Linked DNA regions of Mus musculus: all the other regions are linked to region 2. A link is a contact called in public HiChIP or PLAC-seq data. All regions are on one chromosome and are shown on one strand. The core of a region is the stretch at or near the end of the contact, and the rest is flanking DNA. Distances in the headings are between cores, read along the strand shown. Region 1 holds the start of Exosc4 (exosome component 4). Region 2 has its middle 23 kb from the start of Gm35087. Region 3 holds the start of Pycrl (pyrroline-5-carboxylate reductase-like).

Evidence for each region. HiChIP or PLAC-seq counts read pairs in DNA pulled down with a chosen protein or histone mark.
Region 1: a FOXA1 HiChIP or PLAC-seq map of pancreatic cancer cells shows a contact between it and region 2. The contact joins the promoter of Exosc4 here to the enhancer-like site in region 2. A contact is called at or near these places in 2 of 39 promoter capture datasets (cranial neural crest and liver), 3 of 115 datasets of contacts at active chromatin or transcription factors (the SCID.adh cell line, embryonic stem cells and pancreatic cancer cells) and 3 of 9 other capture datasets (adipose tissue, liver and pancreatic islet).
Region 3: a contact with region 2 is called in an HNF4G HiChIP or PLAC-seq map of pancreatic cancer cells. The contact joins the promoter of Pycrl here to the enhancer-like site in region 2. A contact is called at or near these places in 8 of 39 promoter capture datasets (the 3T3-L1 cell line, 3T3-L1-derived adipocytes, the SN4741 cell line and 3 more), 1 of 15 datasets of contacts at CTCF or cohesin (the NIH/3T3 cell line), 11 of 484 Hi-C or Micro-C datasets (the CH12 cell line, the N1E-115 cell line, brain and 6 more), 15 of 115 datasets of contacts at active chromatin or transcription factors (bone marrow-derived macrophages, cardiomyocytes, craniofacial prominence and 9 more) and 2 of 9 other capture datasets (embryonic stem cells and pancreatic islet).

Annotation. Positions count from the first base shown.
Region 1 is chr15:76,325,413-76,329,854 of GRCm38.p6, reverse strand. Exosc4 (exosome component 4) reads right to left here and starts at 2,458. Exons shown (of 3, transcript NM_175399.4): 1 at 2,192-2,458; 2 at 619-825; 3 at 1-499. The coding sequence starts at 2,362. The coding sequence ends at 140. It also overlaps a transcript of Oplah not described here.
Region 2 is chr15:76,154,076-76,158,518 of GRCm38.p6, reverse strand. No RefSeq gene overlaps it. Among named protein-coding and RNA genes, the nearest start is that of Gm35087, 23 kb to the right of the region's middle. Within about 2 kb of position 2,503, at least 82 of the 459 cell types and tissues checked have an H3K27ac peak or open chromatin away from gene starts, as enhancers often do. A contact at or near this core is called in the N1E-115 cell line, the SCID.adh cell line, brain and 7 more, where this site is marked.
Region 3 is chr15:75,919,905-75,924,442 of GRCm38.p6, reverse strand. Pycrl (pyrroline-5-carboxylate reductase-like) reads left to right here and starts at 2,883. Exons shown (of 6, transcript NM_025412.2): 1 at 2,883-3,067. The coding sequence starts at 2,977.

The DNA of each region.
Region 1 (4,442 bases), core at 1,209-3,708, 170 kb before region 2:
TCCTAGCACAAGTGCTCTCTCCACTTAGGGACTGCACTATAAACTGCGCTGTAGGGCCCTGAGCAGCTTTTAAGTGCTGTACAGTAAGGTGTACTCGGGAGAAGAACAGGCCTTTATTCTGGAAAGGGGTGGTTGCCACTCAGTCCCCCAGTGAGACAGAGGCCTCCTGCACGTGCTGTCGGACGACAAGGTCCAGCAGAGTGTGCACACCTCGGGCCGCCTGGGCAGCAGCCTCTAGCACCTGCTCCAAGTGGTCTTCGTGCAGCCTCGAGTCCATCTCAAGCAGTGCGATCTGGCCGGAGGCGGGCAGCAGGGCCAGGGCGAGCTGGGGCCCTCCAGCTGCTTCCTCCACGTGGCTGAGGTCCGCTAGTGCTGTGCCATCCACAAAGCCAGCTGAACATGCGCATACAAAGTCCCGCATAGGTATCCCAGCATCCATCACTGCTAGCGTGGCTGCATTCACACATGCTGCGTAGGTCCCACCATCTGCTTGCAGCACCTACAGGGGGCATCAAGACATCTGATGGACTGACATCCGCATCCTGCAGCATCTCAGACAGCCCACATAGCTTTAAGCTCCGCCCCCGGGGGAGGGGTTTGACGGTGCAGGTAGCTCACCTGCACGTAGATGTCGATCTGAGAGCGGGGGTGCAGCTGTGTGAGGATGGCTGCCTCGAAGGTCTGTCGTAGCTGCAGCCCCATCTCACAAGACTTCCGGTCTCCATGAGGCCTTCGCTTGCGCTCACCTGTGCTGAAGGTGGCTGAACTGTACTGACAGTTCACTAGAGCCCGGTCAGGCAGGGCTCGAGACCGGGAGCCCCGGATCTAGAGGAAAAAGAATGAATGAGCCAGGCCTGCCTACCTCCTGGGACGCACTCGATGGCTCAACCTTCCTCCTCCTCTTTCTAAAGTGCTAAAACAAACAAACAAAACCCCAGCTACTCTGGTTCCAAATCATAGCTGAGTGGGGGGGGGGGGCTACTTCTCAACCTAAGCCAAAGCATTGTCACCTTTAGCAGCCAACTCTTTGTTCTTCAGTTTCTCCATTTCCTCCCAAATTATTCCCATTGTGGCCACCATGATTACAAACATCTGGTTTGACTGTGTAACCCACACACTAATATTTTACTTACCTTCCAGAAGCTTCCCATTACAGTAATGTAAAAGAAAAAAAATCTCAATTTCCCTGACTTTCAAAGCCCTGGGTCCTCACCTCCTTGGTAACTCCTCAACTCTATTTGATCTACTGTCCCTCTCCCTACCAAGTCTTCCCTCATGTGTTCTATACCTGATCATCCACCTAGAAAGCCGAGCTCCATATGCTAGCAAACCTTAAAATGTGCACATTTGCCAGCCTTGCTACAGCACTGCGACACAGCAATAAAGGCAGATAATTTAATGTCCTTGTTTTAGGAGTTTATGTTCCCGTAGAGAAACAAGCAAGGTGGAAGACCCAGGAAAATCGATGTAGTAGGTGCAGAAATAGCCTGAGAGGCCTTTTCCTGACAAGATGTGGGAAGAATGAGCTGAAGGAACAGGGAGTGAGTGGAGCTTCGCCAGGCTGGCTGAGGCACCTCAGAGATGAAGCGGGCAGCCCGTGAGAAAAAAAAAAAAAAAAAAAAAAGGCTAAGCAGAGGGCCCACTGAGACGGAGGACTTAAGCTGTAAGACACAGGTATATTCCCTCGAGGTGGGATCACAAGCCCCCGGTCCCTGCATGAGACAAATCATAGTGGCTGAGGGCAATCTGAAGCAGCTCCATACCCCACACGTGGGATCAAAACAAAAACATAATCACATAACATAACTGGGTTCTTAAAGAAACCGATATTCTCAGTACCTCACGGGGCCTAACACACAAATTTGAGGGCCATGTTAGGGACGCAATTTTCCTGAGAACTCAGGGCATAATTATATTCACTGCTTAGAGGATGCAACACAAAGAGGACTGAAATGGAAGTCGGCCAAGAGAAAGAGCTCGTAAGATGAAGTCAAAAGAAGCCAGGTTCTCACATCATCCCCGCTACAACACGTTGGGACAACCTGTGTGAGATGCTTTCTGCCGGGAGGCCCACAGGGACTCAGATGGGATTGTAGTATACTGCTGCATGGGCTCAGGAGTTAAGCCGTACGACTTAGGTCTCCTCCCTTGATGTGCGGCCAGGAGCCCCCGGTCCCCGCCGCTTACTCGCCTCGTGCGGCCCGTAGACCACCGCCAGTGCCTTGGTGTTGCCCTGCTCGATGTAAGCCGAGCCATCGGCCTGCGCAAACACGCCCATCCGCGCCTGGATCTTGCGCAGCTCCCCCGCGCGGCGACCGTCTATCCGGTAACCCTGATCGGACAGGAGCTCCAGCCCGGCCATGATGTACAGTCCTGACTCCGCCTCCGACAGCTCGACCTGGACCTTCAGGACTACGACTTCCGTCGGTACGTTTCCTTTTCAGTCTCGGTGAACTATAGCTTCCGGTAGCCTAGTCGCTTTCCGGTCAAAGGGAACTGCGGCTTGTGGCATCCCCGGCTTTCTGAATGTTCGACTTAAGCCTTTCAGTTCCGGGAAACGGAAGGCCCGAGGCGAACGGGTTTTTGTGCTTCTCCCGGGTTGTTGGAGTAGGTACGCCAAGAAGACTGGCTTCCGGACGTCTTTGGTTTGTTGGAGATGCTGGCCCGAGCAGAGACATTTTTTGGTCTTATTTTTTTTAATTGTATATCTATTTTTATTGTATGAGTGTTTACTTGCTTGTATGTCTATTCGTCACATGTGTGCTTAGTGCTGTGGAAGTTAGAAGAGGGCGTCAGATCCCATGGATCAGGAACTACAGGCAGCTGTGAGCCACTGTGTGAGTGCTGCGGAATCAAACCTGGTCCTCTGCCCGCGTGGTTTTTACCGTGGTCAGTTTAGCTAAGCACAGTTGTTTGTTACACATGATTATTATCTCTGTGGCTTAGTTTGTTTGTTTGTTTTTTTTTCCTTTTTTCATTTCCTTGGTTAAATCCATAAGTTTCCCTCCCTTACCTTGCCCAATAAGTTTCTCTATCACTTGAATACAAACACAAAGGGCCTGCAGTTGTATATATGCATCTGTATAGTAGGGCTTGAAATTCTGATTTTTTTTTCTGATTATTTTTAAAGTGTGTTTTTAGATGTTTATTTATTGTTATATCTAAGTACACTGTAGCTGTCTTCAGAAACCAGAAGAGGGCGTCAGATCTCATTACGGGTGGTTGTGAGCCACCATGTGGTTTCTGGGATTTGAACTCAGGACCTTTCTTTGGAAGAGCAGTCAGTGCTCTTATCCACTGAGCCATCTCACCAGCCCGGAATTCTGATTTATTTTTAAGGATTGGGTCATTTAGTATACACTTTTTTGGAGTGTTTTCACTCGGAATATGAAATCAACAGTCCTCAGGTTTTGTTGTTGTTGTTATAGATAAAAGATAGATTCACAGAAAGAACACTGAGCTGAAATTACTCTTCAGGTGGGCCTTATTAGGAGAGTTAGGGCACCGCTGTCACAGACAGCAACGATGCACCCTTGTGGGCAAGAATATTCAAAGGAGTATGCTCTGGAGAGATGAGTGTGACATAGAACAACACAGGTGTCCTGGAGGGAAGGCGCATTCAGTTCTGAAGAGTTAGGAGAGTTAGAACATCACACCAGCCAGCTGGAGCGGCTCAAGCCTTTAATCCTAGCACTCAGAAGGTGGGAGCAGGCAGATCTCTGAGTTCCAGGCCAGCCTGCTCTACAGAGAGTTCCTGGACTACACAGAGAAATACAGTCTCACACAAAAAACAAAACCAAACAAAAAAACAAAAACAAAACAAAACAAATAAAAACCCAGAAAAACAAAAACAAAAAAACCCCAATGCATAAACAAACAAAACCACCAGGACCCATATGTGAACAGAACTCTTCCTCCTATTCCTCTTCTTCCTCCTCGTCCTCCTCACAGAAGTTGTGGTCTAATGGCCTCCATGCCTACACCATGGCAGGCACCCCTGTCATTTCCCCAGATAAATAAAATGTAAAAATAATGTCTAGCAGTAATTCAAAGCTGTCTTGTGTCTGGGGAGGGAAAGAACTCTGAGTATTACAGGGTCATAGCAGCTTTTTATCAGCTCTCTGTCCCAAAAGAGACTGTTTAGGGAGGCAGAGGGACTGTCACCTACCTGTCTTGTTACTCTTACAATTCTAGCTTAGTATATTCTAACCTTTCATGTCAGTCCAGTACAACAGAAAGAAGAAGAGAGACACACCATTCCTACCCCAGCACCTCTCCTTGTATCTGTCTCATAGTGACCATTGTCATTAGCAGGGAGCTTTACCCTTTTCACCTGCCGCCCCCCCCCCCCCCGTCATCCAGTCCATTTAGTGCCTAAGGAAATGTATGTCACTACCCAAAATTAAAAAATTAAAGCAGTGAGCTTAGTGTATAGAATACCG
Region 2 (4,443 bases), core at 1,254-3,753:
GGGGAGGGTGGCGTCCCTGACCTGCCAACACTTGTAATTGTTACATCAGACAGATGGGAACTGCCCAGCCCTGCCAGGGTGGGGTACCTTTCTCCTTTCTCTGTTTCCAAGGGTGTTTTATCTGCTGTTTATTTTCCTGGTTCTGTAAAAGCCTCGGGTGACACATTAATATTTCAAACGCGATTGCCAAAAACCCAAAACAAAACAACTAGCCCCAACCTGGGCACATGTGGTGCCTGAAGTTCTGGGGAGCCCCTGGCTGTCTCCCTCATGATCTGACTCCAGGGCTTCTGTATTCTCTGGGCGGTTAGGGAAGGTGATATCCAGTGTTACAGAAAGATGTACTGTGCCCTGGCAAGTGCCCATGGATCAGGTCTGCTGGTGTGCCACCGAGCCCTCTGTCCCCCTCTGAGGCTAACTATGTCCCATGTCCACTGTGGATAGGAGGCAGCTTCCCATGTTTGCTGAGCACCAGCCCAGCCCAACCCTTGGAGGACTGAGCACAGGTGCCACTCCAACCCCGCTTGGCAGGCGAGTTCATGAGGGCTCGCCCTCCTCAGGCTCAGCATGGACAGCATGACCTTGATCTCTCGGTGCCTTGTGGGACCCTGGCTGGCCATCCCACAGCAATGGAAGCTTATCCACAGTCAGCTGCATTTGTAGGCTCCAGGCAGATGGCGTAAAGAACAGCACACCTCGCCGGGCGTGGTAGTGCACGCCTTTAATCCCAGCACTCGGGAGGCAGAGGCAGGCGGATTTCTGAGTTCGAGGCCAGCCTGTCTACAGAGTGAGTTCCAGGACAGCCAGGGTTACACAGAGAAACCCTGTCTCAAAAAAATGAACAGCACACCTCGATAGGAATGGGAGGTATCCGGCTATCCACTCCAGAAGGTTCTGAGGTAGAAGAACCTCTTATCTCCAGCCCCACTCTGTCTCCCTGTCTGACACAGCAGGGTGTCCTGAGGGTCCCCAACTCCTGGGATAAAAGGGACCCAACGTGACTGAGAGAACACCAAATTTAAGATGCGTCTTATTTAAGATAGAGCCTCATTGGAGTGTGAGCCAATTGCTAGATGTTTTGTTTTAAGACAGGGTCTACCTCGCTGTATAGCTCTGGTGTCCTGGAACTCACTATGTAGACTAGGCTGACTTCAAACTCATAGAGATCTGCCTGCCTCTGCATCTGGAGTGTTGGGATGAAAGGTGTGTACGACGTTCAGCCAGTGGCTCGTCTCCGTGGACATCTCCTCAAAGGACAGGGTTTCTTGTTCTTATTCACTCAGAATAAAAGCTTTATCATGTGGAAAAGCACCTGCAAGATGGGACTTGAACATTCCTCAGCCCAGCCTCTTAAATCTATGCATTACAAAGTCAATTGCTCATCTGCAGGAGCTCTTGGAAGTCAACCATCATCTGTAAACTGACATACGGGGCATGGGGGTGGGTGAATCTTTTATCTGTATTTTTTTTTCCTTCTTTCTCTCTGAGAAGGTCTTAGTACACACAAGCTAGCCTTGACCTCATCGTGTAGCCCAAGCTGGCCTTGAACTTGACCCTCCTACTTCAACTCTCTACATGCTGGGGTTACAGGCATTTGTCACTTATATAACCCTGTATAACCCTTCCCTAATGGGGCCTCTAGGTACCCAAATGCTGGGACAGGGACATTTCTGTCTATGAGAACGTAACAGATTGGGAACACCAAGCACACAGTGGACGATTCCCACGCCCCCATCAGAGCCCTGCTTGCTGAATTCACCAGCCTTGATTCTCACACATTCCAGAGCCTGTTAGGAGGAAAGTCTGAATCCTCCAAATGACAAGAGTCAGCAAGATATCCAGGAGGGTGGTGCAGTATCAAGAGAGGGCATTTGCTGTAGGACTGGATGGGGCCACCGTTTAAAGGACTATTAGCCACAGAAGGTCAGAGAAGAATAGATGGGAGTCATTAAGGACCTTAGGCTCGTCTTCCCTTCCCTGGGTTCCTCTTTCAGGTTTGGTCAAAAGATGTTGGGCCCTGGGGCCCTGGGCGACACTGGATGGCCAGGCTGCTGGCTGGGCCCCTGTCTTCACCCTCACATCTCACCAGTTGAGGCCCTGCCTGGCCCTCCTTGAGGACAGGGGTTGCAAGAGACAGATCGGGATATATGCTAAAAGCACTTCAAATTTCTCCCCTGGCCTGACCTTTCTTCTGTCTTGGAGGCCAGCTCAGAGCTGCTCCAGCAAGGACCCCTGGGCTGAGGAGCCGCAGAGCTGCAGAGTCTCAGAGTCGCGGAGTCGCAGAGCCACCTCTGAGATGCACTGTTGTGTCACTGACTTCTCCCTTAGTTGTTTCATGACTTCATGTGTGTATTTTAACAAAGCAGCCAGGCGCTGTTATGAGACGCGTCCAGCAGAGGGTAGCAAAGGCTCTTGTTCCAACAAACTCAAGGGCTCCTGGCTCATGCGTGTTGCCAACAGAAGAAAGAGGGTATTGTGTTGGATCTGAGAGGAGCCACCTCAGCTCTTGCAGGACCAAAGGCCTGGGCAGCCTGACATCATCTCAAACAACCCGTGCCCTTGACACTTGAACACACAGCTGACCAGGGTCTCTGGAGAGACGTCGCTGTCTGGGGACAGCAAACAGCCAGTGAGTGCATCCTGGAACAGACTCTCCTCACACACAAGATTCCATATCGCCAAACACCGTGACCCCAGGCAGAAAAGCTTTAGGAAACTCATTGAATAGGAGTTCTTCTAACTGATAACTTCTCTCTCTTTTTTAAGACAGGGTCTCACTATGGAGAGGAGATGGGCCTCGAACTCACCTACCTCTGCCTCTTGAGTGCTGAGATTAAAGGCTTGTGCCACCATGCCCCTCCCCACCACTACAGACACTCTCTCTTAAAATATTTTTAGATGGATTTGCGTTTCGTGTGTGTGAGTATTTTGCCTGCATGTATGTCTTGTGTATCATGTGTGTTCTGGTATTTGTGGAAGCCAGAGGAGTCCCCTAGAATTGGAGTTACAGATGGGGTGAGCCTCCATATGGATGCCAAGAATCAAGCCTAGGTCTTCTGGAACAGTAAGCCAGTGCTCTTAATCCTGGAGTATTTATTAAAAATAGATCCCGGTTACTGCATATAATATATAAAGGAAAAGAATGTGCATTTTGTTTTATTCAAGTCTCTTTGGGCATGAGGAGGAAGATTGTATGACCAACTGGTCAAAGGAGATGAACAATAGCCCTGGAAACATAGTGGGTGCCTTATAGCCTCAGCCAGTGAACCTACAGGCCTGATTTGCATGTGACCACAAGATTGAGCAGGAAGTAGGAAAACATTGGGAAGAGAAGTCAGCCTACAGTGTAGATGACACTCAAAGCAGGTTTGGTGCCATGATGTTCCAAGATCCTCTCCCACATGACCCCTTAGGGTTGCAACCCGGCCTCTAAAGGATCTGACATTTCCCTATGCCAGCAGGCTCTAACCCTGCTAATGCTGCGACCCTTTAGTGCACTTCCTAATGTTTTGGTGACCCCCCACCCATAAGGTTATCTCACTGCTACTTTATAATGGTGATTTTGCTACTGTTATGACTCCTGATGCCAACACTTGCATCTGCTGATGGTCTTAGGCAACGTCTGTGGAAGGGTTGTTCACCACCGAAGAGGTCACGGCCCCCCATGGGTTGATAGCCTGTGCCTTCTGACATCATCTTCGGAGAATATCTCAAATGAGAGAATGTGTCTAAATCCAAAAGAAAAAAAAAGGAAAGAAAGAAAGAGAGAGAGAGAGAAGGAAAGGAAAGGAAAGGAAAGGAAAGGAAAGGAAAGGAAAGGAAAGGAAAGGAAAGGAAAGGAAAGGAAAGGAAAGGAAAGGAAAGGAAAGGAAAAAAGAGAAGCTTGAACATGAATTGTAAAACTCTAAGGGCGATGCCTCAGAGCTCCCAGCCCCAGCCCCTGACCTGCTCAGCCAAGCACTCCTTTGTTGCCCTCTGGCTATGCAAAGCTATCGCAACAGTGTATCCATTGTTTTTGGAAGGAAACTCGAGGCTTTTTTCCACATGGTCTTAAAAATATTTTATTGATCTGTGGAACTATACAAATAAAATGTCTGTATGGAAATTCTACTAAGATGTGTACTGGGTGGTGCATACATCCCCTAACATTTCAGTGCAAGAGAGCTTGAAGGTCCTCAGTGGCTGGTGCCTGCTTTCAGAGGGTTAATAACTCTGAAGACACCCAAACAAACAAACACACTAACAAACTAACAAACAAACCTGTTAGATGGGGAGAGTGCTTTTCACTTGGCAGAGATAGAGTGGTATTTAGCGACATCGGTACCACATGACGTAAGCAGAACCATCATCCACGCATGCCTCATTCATCCTACTTGGGGTTATACCTCACACGACCAAGACCCTTGTGGTAGTTTGAATAGATATGACCCCCATAGACTTATG
Region 3 (4,538 bases), core at 1,634-4,133, 230 kb after region 2:
CAGGGGACCTCCCCAACAATCTAGCCTGTAGCTTAGCCATGCTTAGCCCTTCACCTGTGGTCACACACAGGTCACTCTTCCTCAGACTTGCAGACTGCGGTGAAGGAAGATAGGTCTTGATTTTGACAGATTCAGTGGGCCAACGGGGCACAAGGATGGACCTGCAAGGAAGACTGGTGATGGGTGACCCAGATTTCTCTAGACCCCCCACCCCCACCCCCATCGCAGGCCTGGCCTTGTTGGACAGCATTAGCCACCTGTGTGGTAACATTGTGGGCCTTTCCATTCGATTCCTTCTTAGGTGGTCAAACCCAGGCTAGTTAGGGTACCTAAGGCTGCTGCAGTTAGGGCCAGGCCACTTTGATATTGGTCGTCTTTGACTACTGCAGCTCTGGGTCATTTTCAGGCTCTCATCTTAGAATTTATTCACCTAAGGCTGTTAGGATTGTTTCTTGACCATGAGGGGTTGGAAGTCACAGGCCCCTTGACACCTCTCAATCTTGAAATGGAGCTACTACTGTCCCCGAAGATTGGGGAGAGCAGAGAACATTTAGTCTCAAGACTCAAGAGCTACAGCCCCAGGCAGACAGAAGTGACCGTCAGCATGTGTGTAATAACCTTAAGACTTTCCCAGGTGATGAATCACCCACCAGCCACATAGCTGAAGCTGACAACGAGCTGCTGGACAAGTCAGGGTTTTCCAAAGGAACAGAACTGTTAACACATGCAAGGTGATTTATTAGGCTGCCTTACAGGATGTGTTCTGGGTAGCCGGACAATGACTAACACTGGACAGGCCAAGAATCTGGTAGCTGTTCAGTGTATAAGGCTGCATGGCCAGCCTGGCACTGAGGGCCTGGAGGACTCCTGGAGAGCTGCTGGCCTCCTGTGTATTGTGTATTTTGGCACCCTAGATGGATTTAGTGGCAAACGAGCAAAAAAAAGTTTCCTTCCATGTCCTGTTAGGGAGCTGCCACCAGAAGGCGCTGCCTTGCCTTATGGTGGATCTTCAGAAGCCACACCCATTCGACCCAGTGCCTCCTTCCCAGGCGCTCAGCCAGTCTGCTAGGTCTCATAATTTGCTCAGCTTTCTCCACTCAGCCCAACCCTCCTAGACATTCTGCCTCTCACCTCCCTGAAGTATTAAGATATCCAAATGTTTTCCCTCACCCTTGGTTCTCAGCCTGCATCTGAGGCCTTCTGTCTTCCAGCAGGACAGTCACAACCTGCCAGGTCTTTCATCCTCTTAGAGCAGTGTCAGCTGTCCCCTCCTATGTTGTACCGCCCAGCCTACCTCAGGCCCATGCCTTCCCAGCACCCATCTCCACCTTTAAACCTCACCCTCTGATGAGCATCCACCAAGCAGGCCAGGACATTAAGGAAGGAATTAAGGATGTAGCTCCCAGCCCCCAGGAAGAGCTGATCTGAGTCTATCAGAACTTGCCAGACACTCAGTTGTCCAGTGACCACCAGTCAGTGTTAAACGTGTCATTATGTCAAGAAATGCACCCTGTCCTAAGAATCAGAGTGCCTTGATCACTCTGGCCAGACAGCTGCATACACTTTCCGACAGACTTGAGGCCAAGTCTCAGCCTTGAACATTTCTGGGTGCCGCCCAGAATACACAAGTTCTTTACACTCATGTCCCTCACCCCATAGAATGGATTTTTGTCTCCATATTGAGGATTCTGCAGGTTCCCTGTTGCTACCTGAGACAGTTAATGTCTAAGAAGGAAAAGCCTTATTTAGCTGTAGTTTTTAGCTCCTGGTTTTACAGGTGTCCATCTAATGTCAGGCAGACTTAGTGCTTGTAGGCTTCAGGTGGGGTCTGGGGAAAGATTAGGAAATTATAACTCTTCACCTCGCACAGTGAGAGAGAGGGAAGGACTGGCCATCACATCCCAATTGTGGCAAGCAGGAGATGACCATCTTTACTGTGGGACCTCACAGTCCAAAGACAGCATGCACTGCCCTTCTAAGTGCTGTGTTCTAGTTTGCCTAATTATGCACATTCAAAACAAGACAGCAACAAACCACCTGTATGCTGGTGGTTGTTTGAATTGGTAATTTGGATGAGACGAAGGCTGGGATCCTGATCATTTTATTTATTTATTTATTTAGTTAGTTAGTTAGTTAGTTAGTTAGACAGGGATTCTCTCTGTGGCCTTGACTGTTCTGGAATTTGCTTTGTAGACCAGGCTGGCCTCAAACTTGAGCTCCACCTGCCTGGGACTGAGACCAAAGGTGTGTGCCACCACAGCCAGGCTTCTGATTGCTCATGAAAACCTGCCTTTTTTTCTGTTTTGGGCTTCTTGATTTGCTTGCTTTTTCTTTCCTCTGCTCTCACTTTAGCTAAATGACTATACATATAGCCAGCTAAGTGACTAAATGTCACTATATGTGGAATTCAATACAGATAACTATTTTGGTGAGACACTAAAGCACTCAAAAGTTTTTTTTAAATTAAAAAATAAGTGCTGTGTATTAGTGACTGATGGTTAGTGCTGCTTTTAATGTAGAGAACCAGAACCCACTCCGAGGACTGAACCCAAGGCACCCAAGCTAGGCAAGAGCTTGGAGTACCTACCTTACACCCCAGGCCCATCCTGGAGTGGTTCAAGCGTTTTTTGGTTTTTGTTTTTTTTGTTTTTCTCCCCCTCTAAATCTCTCTGTAAGGGTTTTGGAGAGACTCTAGCTAGCTTCAGGCTTCTCAGGAGGAATTAGACAGCCTGCTTAGGACTAGCTCCCCTTCCTTTCTCTTCTTTCCCCTCAGCAAAATCACTGACCAATGGTTTACCAAAGCTTGGGGGAAATCCCGCCTCAAGCGTCAAAATCCAAGTGTCTGCGCCCGCCCCGCCCCGCCCCGCCCCGCCCCTCTGTCCTCCCAAACCCGCCCAGTCGCTTCTGTCGGTCAAAGCAGTTCTAGTGGGCGGGACCCGCTGCCGCAAGGACGAGAGAAGGCCAGCTCAGAGCAGGATGGCGGCGACAATGTCTGAACCTCGGCGTGTGGGCTTCGTGGGTGCAGGCCGCATGGCGGAGGCCATTGCCCGAGGCCTCATCCAAGCAGGTGGGAGGCGAGGCCTGGCTGGGGGAGCTTTCGTTCTAATGGGAGGAGTTCGTAAGCCTTGGCGGGAGGGGCGCACGTGGTACACCAAGGGCCAGTAGGGTGAATTCGCTGGTTTCCTGGGTGAGAATCATACATCAGGACTCTATTAAGGCCTCCAGGATCGCTGGATGAGTCCGCAGTCCCTTCCCAGGCCGGTGAGTGGGCATGTTAGGCGAGGTGTGGGGGAAAAAAACCAAAAAAAACCAGTTCATTTATTTAACATTGATTGTATTGGTGAATATTCCTTTAAATGTATTGCATTAAAGAATATTACGATTGACTTCACGTGTGACTTCTTTGTAGTGGAGTTTGCTTGTTTCTTTTCTTTTCTCTTCTTCTCTTCTCTTCTCTTCTCTTCTTTTCTTTTCTTTTCTTTTCTTTTCTTTTCTTTTCTTTTCTTTTCTTTTCTTTTCTTTTCTTTTCTTTTCGAGACAGGGTTCATTTGGCCTGGAACTCCCAGGTAGACCAGGCTGATCCTGAACTCAGGGATCCACCTTTTTCTGCCTCCCAGAGTGTTGGAATTAAAAGTGTGAGCCACTCGCTGACTCGCTTTTAACTTTTTATCTCCTTAATGTGGCTGCGAGTTTCTAGTTCCATATGTGGCTCAAATCGTGCCTTAGATTGAACCGACTTAATGCCAAGTTAAATGTCTGACGTCCTGGCCTCTTCCTCCTCAGCCTCTGGCTTAACCAAAGGCTACCCATTCCTCAGCCCCCACTCTCAGAGGTGGGCAGCTGTGAGGACACTCGGGAGGAAGAGGATTGGCCCTGTGCTCTGAAGAGTGCCTGCTATCGCTGGTTTGTCATTTCTTTATGGCAACAATACCTTGAATTTGAAGACTGACGTTTCTCCACCAGTTCCAAATGTCTGCTACCTGGAGCTTGAGGGGTATGGTGGGGAGAGAGGCAAACTCTTCCGGGCTGAGGACTGCTGGTGTATATAACTGATGTTTTACTGGCCCAGCACGGCTGTACAGTATTTAGAAAACTTTATGAACAGATTGCGGGTAGAGGAAGTTGGTGACCTTTGGCTCTCTGCTTTCAGTTGTATTTCAAAGTCCAGAGGCCCATGATCATGGGAGGAGGGCTTCCTACAAGCCTTAGCAGTTTACACGTCGAACCTGGCAGTTCACCTGCCTCTTGCTGCTACACACACTGTCACTGACATCATTAGCTCCCTGGGGAAGGTTTTAGCATGCACTTCTGTCTGGCCCAGGCTTTCTACCCCTATATCCTCCAAAACCAGGTGGTGTCCACCAGAGGGGCCACTTCGTTTCCCCAGGACACACCAGCTCACTTGCCTGTTAGGTCTTTATCAGACTGGCTTTGTTTGTTTTTGTTTTAAGACAAGGTTTCTCTATGCAACCCCCTGGCTGTCCTAGAACTCACTCTGTAGACCAGGCTGGCCTGGAACTCAGATTCACCTGTCTCTT